3 separate regions of the Mus musculus genome follow, and all the other regions are linked to region 2. A link is a contact called in public Hi-C data. All regions are on one chromosome and are shown on one strand. The core of a region is the stretch at or near the end of the contact, and the rest is flanking DNA. Distances in the headings are between cores, read along the strand shown.

Region 1 (3,875 bases), core at 734-3,233, 68 kb before region 2:
TGAAACTGCTATAGACTACAGGGATCTTGAAAGTTGAATTTATTGTACTTTTTTATTATGCTATGACTAGATATGGCCCCCAAAGACTCATGTATTTGAACAAGTCTATGGGGGCCATGGAGTGGAATGTGATGGTTTGTATATGCTTAGCCCAGGGAGTGGCAGTATTAGGAGGTGTGGCCTTGTTGGAGTGGGTGTGTCACTGTGGGCCTAGGCTTTAAGACCCTTGTCCTAGCTGCCTGGAAGTCAGTGTTCTCCTAACAGCCTTCAGATGAAGATGCAGAACTCTCAGCTCCTCCTGCACCATGCCTGCCTGGATGCTGCTGCCATGCTCCCACCTTGATGGTAATGGACTGAACCTCTGAACCTGTAAGCCTGCCCCAATTAAATGTTGTCCTTATAAGACTTGCCTTGATCATGATGTCTGTTCACAGCAGTAAAACCCTAACTAAGACACTGGCCCATCTGATAAGTGCTGAGAACATGGCACCTCCTGGTGGCTTTAATTTGCTCTCCTTGGGGTACAGGAAGGCAGGGCAGCTTTGAAAACACAGGAGTCCTTTTTCTCTGGCCTGGCTTCCCTCACCAGGCCTCCCAGAGCCAGGGAGATAGGTGCTTATCTCAGGAGGGTGAGTCCCAGCAGCTGGGGCAGAGCCTTGGGTGGGGTGTCCTTGCCTGTTTATAATGCCATTGCCGTTTTCACCGAAGTGACTCCAAAACCTCAACTATGCAGTGAGTGAACATTTGTCAGGCAGGTCCAGGCTGAGTCACCTGCATTCTGAGCAGGAGCCAGAAGAGGTGTTTTCTGTGGCAGGGAGCTGGAGTGAGTGGCAGTTAACATGGCCCCCGGCAGCCTTACCTGCTGCATTGCCAGAACATGGTTGCCCCCACAAGATCATCCCTCCCGCCCCTGACCTGCTCCTTGTCTGTGGATTTTTCTGCCGTGTGACACAGGTGGGACGTTTGTACTAGCTGCTGTCACTCAACAGCAGGGCCTCTTCAATCATTTTTATGGTTCACTAATATCCCAGTGCCCGTGAATAGGGCTGCTGTGACCTCTGGGTGCACTCAGGGAAGGATTACCACGTCAAGGGACAATCCTGGAGCTCTGCCCACTGTGTACTGGTCCAGGGAGCCAGTGTCAGGAGGACTCAGTTTCCGGTTTAGGAGCTTACTTCTCCCTCCAGCAGGCTACTAGGGCCTGGGACTCAGAGTTAAGACCACCAAGTTTTTGAGGTAACTTCTGAGGAAGGGCGTGGTTGGGGACGCTCCTAGGAGATTTACACCTGATCCTGGCATTTAGGAGTTGGAGGGCCTACCAACAGGTTTTAAGGTCCTGGGATCTTCTAAGTCTCTGAGCTCACTCTCCTCCAGGCTGAATGTTTCCTCAGGAGAAGAGGGAGGAGGGGGGGCAGCTGCAGCATTGGCTGAGCTGGGGGGCTGGGAGGGAGGCAAGAGGCTACAGCAGGGGCTGAAATGAGGAAGGAGGGCGGAGGTTGAAGCCTGGGCTGAGCTGTGGGAGAGGCGCTGCAGTAGGGGACAGACAGACAGACTTGCTCAGGACAGGGGAGCTCCTGCTCCCTCTCGTGGCGTGGAAGAGGAAGATGGGGCTCTAAATGAAGGAGGGGTTGGAGGGAGTTAGACTCCCAGGGGAGGGGTAGGACTGGAGGAGGAAGAGGTCAGGTTGGGAATAGAGGTCCACTGGAGGAGGTGGGGGTTAGGGATAAAAGTGAATGGGCATGGCCAAGAAAGAGGGAAGGAGGGTGGAGACGTGGACCTTCTCGGGTAAATCTGGACGCAGGGTGGCGCCTAGAGGGAGGGGAAGGGCCAAAGTCCAGGTAGAAAGACAGGTGGGGAAGAACATGACCACAGTGAAGAACAGGACGGGGAGGGGCAAGGGAAAGGAACTAGACGGGGGGGGGGGGGGGGTGAGGGCGGAAGGAGGGAGACTTTCTCCTTGGCTACTAGGAAGCTCGACTCACTGGAGGGAGGAGCGGGAAAGGGAGAACAGGGAAGAAGCGGAGGAAGGCGAGTAGCCAAGAGCCAGCTCAAGGCGGTCGCCCAGGTAAACAGTGTGGCCTCCGGGGTTGTCTGGAGCCCGCGATCGCAGTGAGTGCCAGGGTCTCGGGTGGGGTGGTGCGAAGTTGAAATCTGTGGCGCTTTCTAGCTGCACCGTGCTGAAGATGCTCCGCAGCCCCGGCCATACTCCTGGGCTCCGGGTCTCTTAGACGCCGCGAAGTAGCCCCGCTACTTTCCAGGATCAGAAGCCCGCGTTTTCCCCAGTGTCTGCACAGCCGGGTGGCCTCGGCTCTGACTCGGTTTCCCCTGTTCGAGTTTGTGAAACTTTCCCTGTATGGGAGTTAGGCTGTGGTGAAGTAAACTGCGAGGCGTGGTGGTGGCAGCATAGTTAAATTGATAGTCTGTATTGCTAACCGAGGTTCTGACGCTTTGGGGTAAATTTCCCATTCTTTTCTTTTTTCTCCTTTTTTTTCTGAGACTGTCTTTGAACAGTCTACCTTCCTCCTGAGTGCTTGGTCTCGGGTCCCCACTTTCACTTTCTCATCCTGGCCTGTCACACTCTGTGGAGTCAGGAGGAGAAGGTGCGGCCGCTTAGGGGACATTAGTTGGTGCCCATCTGGTCAGTGTTTGCGCAGCCAGCCCAGGCCGGATCCCTTCCCCTGGGCGTGGCGTTTCCCCTCAATAGCTGAGATTGCGAAGATCCTGTAGGGGCCCCAGGAGACTACTCTGCTGCCCCCTCCGAGGTCTGGAACCCCGCGGACTTTTGTTCCCTGTCCTGCGTGGAGGGGCGCTGGAGGCAGAAGTGGGTGCCTGGTCCAAGTCCCTGTGCTAAGCTGATCCCCTGCCTCGGGTCCCCTCAGGAGGCGCTAACAGCCCAGCAAGGGTGGGGCTGGGGCCGGCGTGTTTACTTTACTCTTGATTACAGGGATCTTGTGTCTGTGACATTTTATCTTGATTGTAAAAATTAAAGAGGTTATTGTAATCCTGGTGTAAACGTCACCGGAAGAGGGACGAGAGAATGGGACCCGCTTAGAGGGTAGGGATCTAGGGTGACCCCAGACGCCAGGCCTATGAGGCTGCTCTGCTAATTGGAAGGGCAAGGAAATGGCCAGCACCTTCCCAGCCTCCGTTTCCTTGTCTGGGAAGTGGGCCGGGCTGGGCTTTCTTTCCCGGTTGGGGGTGGGGGGCTGGGGGACGCTGTGTAGCCTCGGAGAAGCTGTGTGAAGGCAGGGCGTTACCTCCGGAAAGCTGGGGTGTGAAAGCAGGGCCATCAAGACCTGGGCCTCCGAAGCTTTATCTTTATAGGAACTCTCTTTTTGTCGGTAAAATTCCAAGTTCCTCGTAAAAAGAAAATTGCCCAGGGTTAAGGAGCTAGTACAAACCTGAACGGAGCTGCCATGGGGTCAGTTGATCAGCTCGTCCTACCCAGCTAAGCGCTGGGTGACCCCGGGCTCAGGGTCACAGGGACAAACACCAACCTGGGGACCCCACGTCCAGCTGGGACGCACAGAAGGAACTGTCCCTGAAGCACCCAGCATCCTCCGCATCCCTCACTCTGGGAGAATGATCCAGAACGTCTGAGCGTGTCAGTATCCACCCTGATGCCTCTTTGAGCACGTGTCATTCCTCTACCTCAGTAGCCTTCTGAAGGCCGCTGCCAAGTCAGGGCCAAGGGCACAAGACCGTTTCCACCCAGGGCAGGGGGAGCCAGGGCTCATGAATATTCATAAAGAAATAACCAAGCCCATCATTAAGACTCAGTGTTTGAACCACACATAGTAATGAGCATTCTATGGGTCATTAATATCAAGATGAATCTCATTAATATTTAGCTAAAGTCATTAATATTCCGATGA
Region 2 (3,812 bases), core at 1,256-3,755:
ACTGGGGGGAGCTCACCCTATGATTCCAAGGGGCAGGGAAGTCCCACTGAGTATCCTCCCAACACGCATCAGAACTCTGACCTCCGCCTGGTTCTCTCCACAGGGCAGGGTGAAACTGCCAAGCCACTCAGACGTAAGCCTGGCCTCTCACTGTCTGTCTGGCTCCCACCCCATCCCTCTTCCTCCCTGCCCTTCCTCTCTGTGGTCCGTGCCGTCGGGGGCATCCTGTGGCCCTGTCTGTTATTTCTTCTTCCTCTGTCTGTCTGACTTGTTTGTTGGTGGGTAGGGAAGGGCAGTGGGAGGCGTGGAGGGTGCTCAGGAGGGCCCCCTGCTTTGCACTGGAGCACAGGTGGGTGCAACAAGGGAAACTGAGGCTCAGACAGGTAGGCTCTGGTAACTCCAGCTCACAGCCTCAGGGAACCCTAAGACTACAGGGCTGTAGTGCAGCAGAAGCCGCTCACTGAGCACTCACGGGGCCAGACTGTGACTTTTGTCCTGATGTGTGTGTGAGGGCCTGGTTTCCATCCCCAGCAGGACAGAATAGCACAGAGTGACAGCCTGAAGTCTCAAAGCCAGGTGGTGTTTCCAAACATCCTCTGCTAAACAGGCCAACCATAGCCCTGGGCCATCCTAGCTGGTGGAGCCAGCTTCCCTCCCACAAGTTACTAATTAGCATGGAGATACCAGGCCCAGAAAAGACTAGGCCTGAGGTCTTGCAGTTCAGTGGAGAATCTGAGGATGGGACCCATTCTGCCAGGCATTACCTGTGATGAGACCAAGACAGCAAACAAGACATCAAGGAATTACACATTCTTTCAAGGCCATAGGGTGGCTGTGACCACCATCTAAAGGGGTAGCAGTTTCAGAGGGGTTAAGTCACCTATCCAGGGCTGCATAGCCTGGCTGGAGTTTTCACCAAGACCTGCCTGGCTCTGCATAGCCATAGTTGGCATCTGGTGGGCATCTTGGGGAGAGGGGAAGTGTATGCAGATGCCAGTATGTGAGGAGTCTTCCTGATGCTCAAAGAGTCCTCCACACCACCCCCAGGGGTGACCAGGGGAAAGGAAATTCCCCCAAGGTGGGTCCCTGAATGCCCAGCCTGGCTCAGGACCCATTGCCACTAACAAGCCCATCTCTGTCCTCCCTCATCACGCCACACATGGACAGGCGGCCACATGCCTGTTTCTCTTATGTCTTCCAGTTGTGAGGTCATGGTGGGTATGACAGGGTGGGCAGTCTTCCCAGAGAACCGGGCTTCTCCTGCAACAAGGTGCCATGTGCCCCTGGATCTCACTGGAGCTCCTGATCCTGCTGTCCATGGGTCTCAAGCATTGCTTGAACCTTTGGACAGGAACCAAGTTGGCAGTTGGGTTTGGGTCACTCAGGATGGGGAACTATTTAGAAAACGCACACTCTCACCCGAGCTACCTGCTGTTTTCCACAGGGGACACAAATGATCTTCAATGCTGCCAAGGAGCTGGGCCAGCTGTCCAAACTTAAGGTGAGGGGGCAGAAGCTCTCAGGAGAAAGACTAGGAACAGATCAACAGGCAAAAATCCCTGCTCCCAGACCTGAATCCCACTTAAAATGTCCTTGAGTATAATGGATCAAGGATACAGATCACTTGATCCACAGCATGGAAAGCAAAGGCTCACAGTGTAAAAGCTTTGCCCACCTAACCTCTCCCTGCCATCCCCACAGGATCACATGGTGCGGGAAGAAGCCAAGAGCTTGACCCCGAAGCAGTGTGCTGTTGTTGAACTGGCCCTGGACACCATCAAGGTAAGGGAGGGGCTACAGAGGGTTTTAAGAGAGGGCATGAGAAAGTGGGATTTGAGGAATGCATAGGAATTTACAAAGTAAAGTATATGGGTAGCGAGCAGGGAGTAACTTTCCATCTGTGCATACAGTAAATACAGTGGTCCTGGGGCAGCTGTGGCCTGGTGAAGATGGGGAGGGTGAGAGGTGCTGGGAGCCATCTGAAGCCTCACTGTGTCCACCCTCAGCAATACTTCCACGCGGGGGGCGTTGGCCTCAAGAAGACCTTCCTGGAGAAGAGCCCGGACCTCCAGTCCCTGCGCTACGCCCTGTCGCTCTACACGCAAGCCACCGACCTGCTCATCAAAACCTTCGTGCAGACGCAGTCAGCGCAGGGTAAGGGAATCTGGTGCTTTCTTCCCGAGCCAACCAGAGTCTCCCCGCCCAGCCGCAGGCTCCTCCCCTGAATGACTGACAGAACTCCATGGGGGCGGGGCATCCGACATCTAGGCACCAAAGGTGATTCTTTCAAGACAAAGAAACAAGGGGTGATGGGCAGCCGTTGGAGGGAACCTCACTGACTCCAGAAGCCAGGATTTTAAAGCTTCCAGGGCAACGGAGTGACTGTCATTGAGGGGCGGGACCTGGTTGTCCGCTCTGGGGCAGGACTTCTATGGTACTCTTAGAATAAGAGAAAATTGACAGCTCTAGGTGAAATCTGATGTCATGGATTCAAAGCGTGGCTTCCTCCTTGGGGGCGGGGCCTCTGCGCTAAGTCAAAGATGTGGAATGATTGACAGGTCTAGGAGGTTCAAGGATCTGGCCCTGGGAGTTGTGGGGACCTGGGAGGTGCTGGGCCTCAGGTCTCCCCGATCCCTCTGTCTGTCTGTGTTGCTTCTGTCCCCGTCCCTCTGAGCTCTCTCCATGCAGCAGCTGAGGCCACAGGGCAGGGGTCCAAGGTCCTAGTATCTCTCTCTCTCTCTCTCTCTCTCTCTCTCGGGACCCCCGTTCAGAATTACCCCAAAGGTGCCATCTGGGCAGAGGTTGGTGACCTCAGGCTTTGTTCTTGTGGTGGAACGAGGGAGGTTGTTATCCATGGCCCCCAACCCCGCACAGCGGGTGGAGCCCAAGCCTCAGTTTCCTCTCCTGTTCTTGTTGCTTTTGGTGTCCCTAGTGTTCCCGGAGTGGGAGGCTGTCTGTCTGTCCGTCCGTCTGCACTGACGTTTCTTTCTCTCTCCCCTTCTCTCTCTCTCTTTCTCTCTCTCTCTCACTCTCTCATTCTCTCTTGCTCTCTCTCTTGCTCTCTTGTTCTTCCTGTCACTCGCTGCCCCCTTTCTGCGCCTCCCCCCCCCGCCCCCCCCCCCGCCACGTACACTCCTCCCTCCTCTCCTCCTCCCTCCCTGTCCATCCTGGTCAGTCCATGGTGGAAAAGGGACTAGGTTTACCCTTAGTGAAGACGTTTGTCCTGAGATGGGTACGTGCCTGCGCCGCCCGCCACCCGCACGCGGTGCCCGGTGCCTGCGCCCTTCCCCCTGCCCGGCTAGTAAGACCCCGGCCTTCCCGCACGGGGGCGCCATGTCCTCGCACATGGGGAAGGGCGGCTTGCTGGCTCCACCCAGGGAAGGAGTCCCCATCCCTTTCTCCCAAGACACACGCATCCCAGGCTGGGCCTGCGGCTTCCATTCCCAGAAAAGCACAAGAAAACTAAACAATGAAGTGTGCTCAGATCCTAAGTCAGCCATTCTGCAGCCAGCCTCCTCCCTGACTGTTCTGTCCCCTGGAAAACAGGGATAGTCAAGATGGACATTTCCAGGTGTGCCTGATGGCACAGGCCTGTGGTCCCTGTACTTGGGAAGCAGTGATAGGGGGATCACATGTTCCCACCAATCTTAGTCAAATACCCGCCCCCATCCAAAAAGAACTTGCATCCTGTCCAGTCTTCCCACAGGCACCTGAGGTTTCCTGTGGTTGAGGGTCAAGGCAGCCTCCTTCCCCTACAAGAGACTCTGGTTATGGTGGGAGGGTGGAGTGTGTGACAGCCCCTTCCTGGTGGA
Region 3 (4,177 bases), core at 1,514-4,013, 120 kb after region 2:
TAGCTATCCTGGAACTCACTCTGCATACCAGGCTGGCCTTGAACTCACAGAGGTCCTTCTGCCTCTGCCTTCTGAGTGCTAGGATTAACAGTGTATGCTACCACATCTGGCTCTTATTTATAAAACTGTATTATTTTATTTCGCATGTCTAGATGTTTTGCCTACATACATGATCATGTATCATGTGTATGTATGTTCATGGATCTCTCGGAGGCTAGAAGTCATTGTGTACATGCTGGGAACCGAATGCAGGTCTTCTGAAATACCCGCTCTTCACTGCTGAGCAGTCTCCAGCCCATCTCACTGTTTAAGGCTGAATGTATGCCAGGCACCGTGGAACACCTTAAACAAAAGAACCCACACAAAGGCTAAAGAAGAGAACTGACTCCACAATGCTGTCCTCTGACCACAGACACACAACAACAATGTGGGTTAAAAAGACACTAGCTGTGTGTGGCTCACCCTGTAGCATGCTCACCTGGCATGAGAGAATCCCTGAGTACCCCCCCCCAGGACCCCATAAGTCATCAACGGTGCACATCTACCATCCCAGTGCTTGGGAAGTGGGGACAGGAGGATCAGGAACTTAAGGCTATACACGGCCACTTGGAGGTTAGCCTGGGCTACATGAGACACACACACCCTTAAAGGGGACAAAAAGCTGCCCTCTGTAAACGGAATAAAATCAGATTGCAAGGCTGATGAAATGGCTCAGCGGTTAAGAGCACTGGCTGAGCCAGTCGTGGTGGCACACGCCTTTAATCCCAGCACTTGGGAGGCAGAGGCAGGCAGATTTCTGAGTTTGAGGCCAGCCTGGTCTACAGAGTGAGTTCCAGGACAGCCAGGACTACACAAAGAAACCCTGTCTCGGAAAAAAAAAAAAGCACTGGCTGCCCTTCTGAAAGTCCTGAGTTCAATTCCTAGCAACCACATGGTGGCTCACCACCATCTGTAACAGGATCTAGTGCCCTCTTCTGGCGTGTAGATACACGGAGACAGAGCACTCCTACATTACAAAAAAAATTTTTTAAAAAAAAAAAAAAGATTAAATTAAAAAATAAATAAAACAGATTGCAGGGCAGGCAGAAGGTTACTTTTCTAGGGTCACATGCTGGCCAGGTGGCATGCTAGACCCAACTCGAGGCCGAACGGTGGCCCCCACCTGTCTGGTCAACCTGGAGCCACAGCCCATTGGTCCCAGGGGCAGCCCCCAGCCTTGTCGCCCCCACCCCCCTGCTGGCCAGGAAGGGTCTACGAGTCAAGAATCACCGGGTGGTTGTAAAAGGCAAAGGTCACACAGGGTTTCCTGCCCGCCCTTGGGAACTTCCTCCCTTCCAACCCCACACCCGCCTGCTCAGCGCCACCTCTGTCTCATCCCTTCCCAAGCTCTTGGGCCCAGGCAGCCTTCCCCTGCTGGACTCTTTGGGGGATGGGGGGCGGTGGTAGCGGTGGTGGTGGTGGTGGTGGTGGTGGTGGTGGTGGTGGTGGTGGTGGTGGATAACAAGAAACGGAGTAAGCAGGTAAAGAACAAAGACTTCCAGAAGATTCTCCCAGTGCTTTGGGGGCTGGTGTACCCGCAATATCCTTTTATCTGTGACCCTGAAATCGTATACCTCTATCTGGGCATTGTTCCACAGAGACCCTAGAACCTCCACGTGGGACACCACCTACCAACAAAGCTTACTGCCACTTCCTGGGACCCTGAAATTACCGCAGGCCAGGGACATAAGCACACTTTTGTTATAGAGGGGGAAACTGGGGCAGATTGTGGCAGAGTTTGGAGGCCTCTCTCCGTTATCCCCACTCCAAGACCCTGCTTTTCTACTGCATACCGCTCGGATTGTTTTGTACTTTGGGAGGAGTCTAGGCAGGGGCTCTATTGCTAAGCCACACACTATTCCCAGAGCATGCGCAAGTGAGGGGGATATCTCTGAGTGCTGGTAGAATAATTGAGGGAAGTTGTGAGGTCTCTGTAGTCCTTATGTGCACTGTTTGTCCATCCTGGAAAACTCCTTGGAGCTCCTGGGTGGTGAACTCACACCCACAATCCTTTGCCTTGGACCCCAAACTCTACAGCTGGTGGGAGCTATCCCACGGTGACTGGTGTGTTTTGTGGGACATTATCAGTGGTTCCCCACGTTTAAATCCAGCCTGCCACAGAGTAAAAGCCTGGGCCACAGAGCCAGTCTCTCTCTCTCTCTCTCTCTCTCTCTCTCTCTCTCTCTCTCTCTCTTTTGTTTTGTTTTTTTGTTTTTCAAGACAGGGTTTCTCTGTATAGTCTTGGCTGTCCTGGAACTCACTTTGTAGACCAGGCTGGCCTCGAACTCAGAAATCCGCCTGTCTCTGCCTCCCAAGTGCTGGGATTAAAGGCGTGCGCCACCACCGCCCGGCCAGGGCTAGTCTCTTGTCTCACTTGTGCCTTAGTTTCCTCTGCGCCTAGCCACCGGACTGTTAGATAACACGTCCCGGGAGCAGAGGGCACTGTCTGGCCCATCTAAAGTGGGGTGTGTGGGGTTGGAGTGGGAGAGTGGCGGTGGTGGAAACTGAGGCCGGACCAGGCTGGGGAAGCCAGTTCAGTCACCCAGTGAGTGCCCCGCCCTCCACCTATCACAGCTGCCCAGACTGTCAGTCAGTTCCTCAACAGCCTGGGTGGGAGTGTTGTGATAACCCACAGTCCCCATTTCCTCCTGGCCAGGAAGGAGCCGGGCAGAGGAAGCATTAAGAGGAGTAATATAAACACTCCCCCCTGCCTGGCGCAGTTCAGATCTGGCCAGGCAGACAACGCCAGACAGTGCGCCCTGTGGACACTGCGCAAATGGGGCTCTCCATGGACCGCAGCCCATACGCCCGCACGGGGGACCAGCAGCGCGGCTGCTGGTACTACCTGCGCTATTTCTTCCTCTTCGTGTCGCTCATTCAGTTCCTCATCATCCTGGGCCTGGTCCTCTTCATGATCTATGGCAATGTGCACGCCACCACTGAGTCCAGCCTGCGCGCCACGGAGATCCGCGCCGACAGCCTGTACAGCCAGGTGGTTGGACTATCTGCCTCACAGGCTAACCTGAGCAAACAGCTGAACATCAGCTTGCTTGTCAAGGAAACAGTCATGCAGCAACTGTTGACTACGCGACGTGAGATGGAGCGCATCAACGCCAGCTTCCGCCAGTGCCAAGGCGACCTGGTAAGAGGCGGCATGTGTGCCCTGGGCTGCAGCCCTGGGTGCGCCCAAATGCTAAACTCCATGGGAAGAAATCTGGATTCCCTCCTCCCCACACACACTCCTTCATTTATTTAGAACATGACCTCATGTAGTTCAGGCTGGTGTAGAACTCACTGTGTAGCCAAGGATGGCCTTGGGCTCCTGACCCTCCTGCTTCCACCTCCAGGACTCTAGGATGACCAGCCAGTGGTCAAGCCTGGTGTAGTACATGCAACACCACTGAGCTACAGCCTTTCTCTCTCCCTAATCCCACCCCCAGCAGAGTATGACTGTATAACCCAGGATGGTTTTAAACTCACAACAGTTCTCTGCCTCAGTAGATTGAGTGCTGGGATAATAGGTGTGGGTCACCCCATGTACCTGATGAAGATCTTGTGACTGTGATTTCTCCATGGCAGACATCACCTGTCAAGGAAGAGTTTGCTGCAGGTGGCTTAGTTTTTACAATTAAATGTATTTATTACACACGCATATGTCTACCCGCATGCTGTAACCTGTGTGTGGGGATCAGAGGACAACCTTCCACCGTGTGGAAGACTTGACTCAAGTTTTGTCAGCCTTAGCAGCAATTGTCTTTACCCACTGAACTGCCTTGCAGGCCTGATCACTCAATTAATTAATAATTAATCTATCTATTTCTTGACGCAGGGTCTCACTATAGCTCTGGCTGTCCTGGAACTCATAGAAATCTGCCTGCCTCTGCCTCCTAAGTGCTGGAATTAAAGGTGTGCACCACTATGCTGGGCTCTCTGATCTTTCAATTTAATAACAAAATCTCTCTTGGGATAAACCAGAAATTCATAATTTTATGGCTAGGCCCCTGGAGTGGAAGGAACTCTCTGGGTGAATGTGGGGGTGGGAACACATGCAGACCCTAGCATTGTCTGTCTGCAGTTGGCGTTTAGCTGGGTCCTGGGCATTCACAACAGGTCCTGCTGCTGTCAGTGCCTGCCCTGT

What was found. A called contact is a pair of places that touch in the nucleus more often than the background predicts.
Region 1: a Hi-C map of CD8 T cells shows a contact between it and region 2, with 2.0 times the contacts expected there. The contact joins the promoter of B3gnt3 here to the enhancer-like site in region 2. A contact is called at or near these places in 2 of 39 promoter capture datasets (the C10 cell line and hematopoietic stem and progenitor cells), 3 of 484 Hi-C or Micro-C datasets (CD8 T cells, embryonic stem cells and pro-B cells), 4 of 115 datasets of contacts at active chromatin or transcription factors (double positive thymocytes, effector CD8 T cells, embryonic stem cells and 1 more) and 3 of 9 other capture datasets (adipose tissue, liver and pancreatic islet).
Region 3: a contact with region 2 is called in a Hi-C map of bone marrow-derived macrophages, with 39 read pairs. The contact joins the promoter of Plvap here to the enhancer-like site in region 2. A contact is called at or near these places in 7 of 39 promoter capture datasets (the C10 cell line, embryonic stem cells, fetal liver and 3 more), 3 of 15 datasets of contacts at CTCF or cohesin (CD8 T cells, pro-B cells and stem cell-derived epiblast-like cells), 19 of 484 Hi-C or Micro-C datasets (B cells, the Ba/F3 cell line, CD4 T cells and 10 more), 9 of 115 datasets of contacts at active chromatin or transcription factors (the 230-238 cell line, bone marrow-derived macrophages, double positive thymocytes and 3 more) and 4 of 9 other capture datasets (adipose tissue, embryonic stem cells, liver and 1 more).

Annotation. Positions count from the first base shown.
Region 1 is chr8:71,699,908-71,703,782 of GRCm38.p6, reverse strand. B3gnt3 (UDP-GlcNAc:betaGal beta-1,3-N-acetylglucosaminyltransferase 3) reads left to right here and starts at 1,983. Exons shown (of 3, transcript NM_028189.3): 1 at 1,983-2,065.
Region 2 is chr8:71,632,859-71,636,670 of GRCm38.p6, reverse strand. Unc13a (unc-13 homolog A) reads left to right here. Exons shown (of 44, transcript NM_001029873.2): 38 at 104-133; 39 at 1,445-1,501; 40 at 1,702-1,782; 41 at 2,007-2,154. Among named protein-coding and RNA genes, the nearest start is that of Mir6769b, 3.7 kb to the right of the region's middle. Within about 2 kb of position 2,505, at least 71 of the 459 cell types and tissues checked have an H3K27ac peak or open chromatin away from gene starts, as enhancers often do. A contact at or near this core is called in the 230-238 cell line, CD8 T cells, the CH12 cell line and 3 more, where this site is marked.
Region 3 is chr8:71,510,355-71,514,531 of GRCm38.p6, reverse strand. It overlaps Plvap (plasmalemma vesicle associated protein), which reads left to right and starts at 2,763. Exons shown (of 6, transcript NM_032398.2): 1 at 2,763-3,181. The coding sequence starts at 2,816.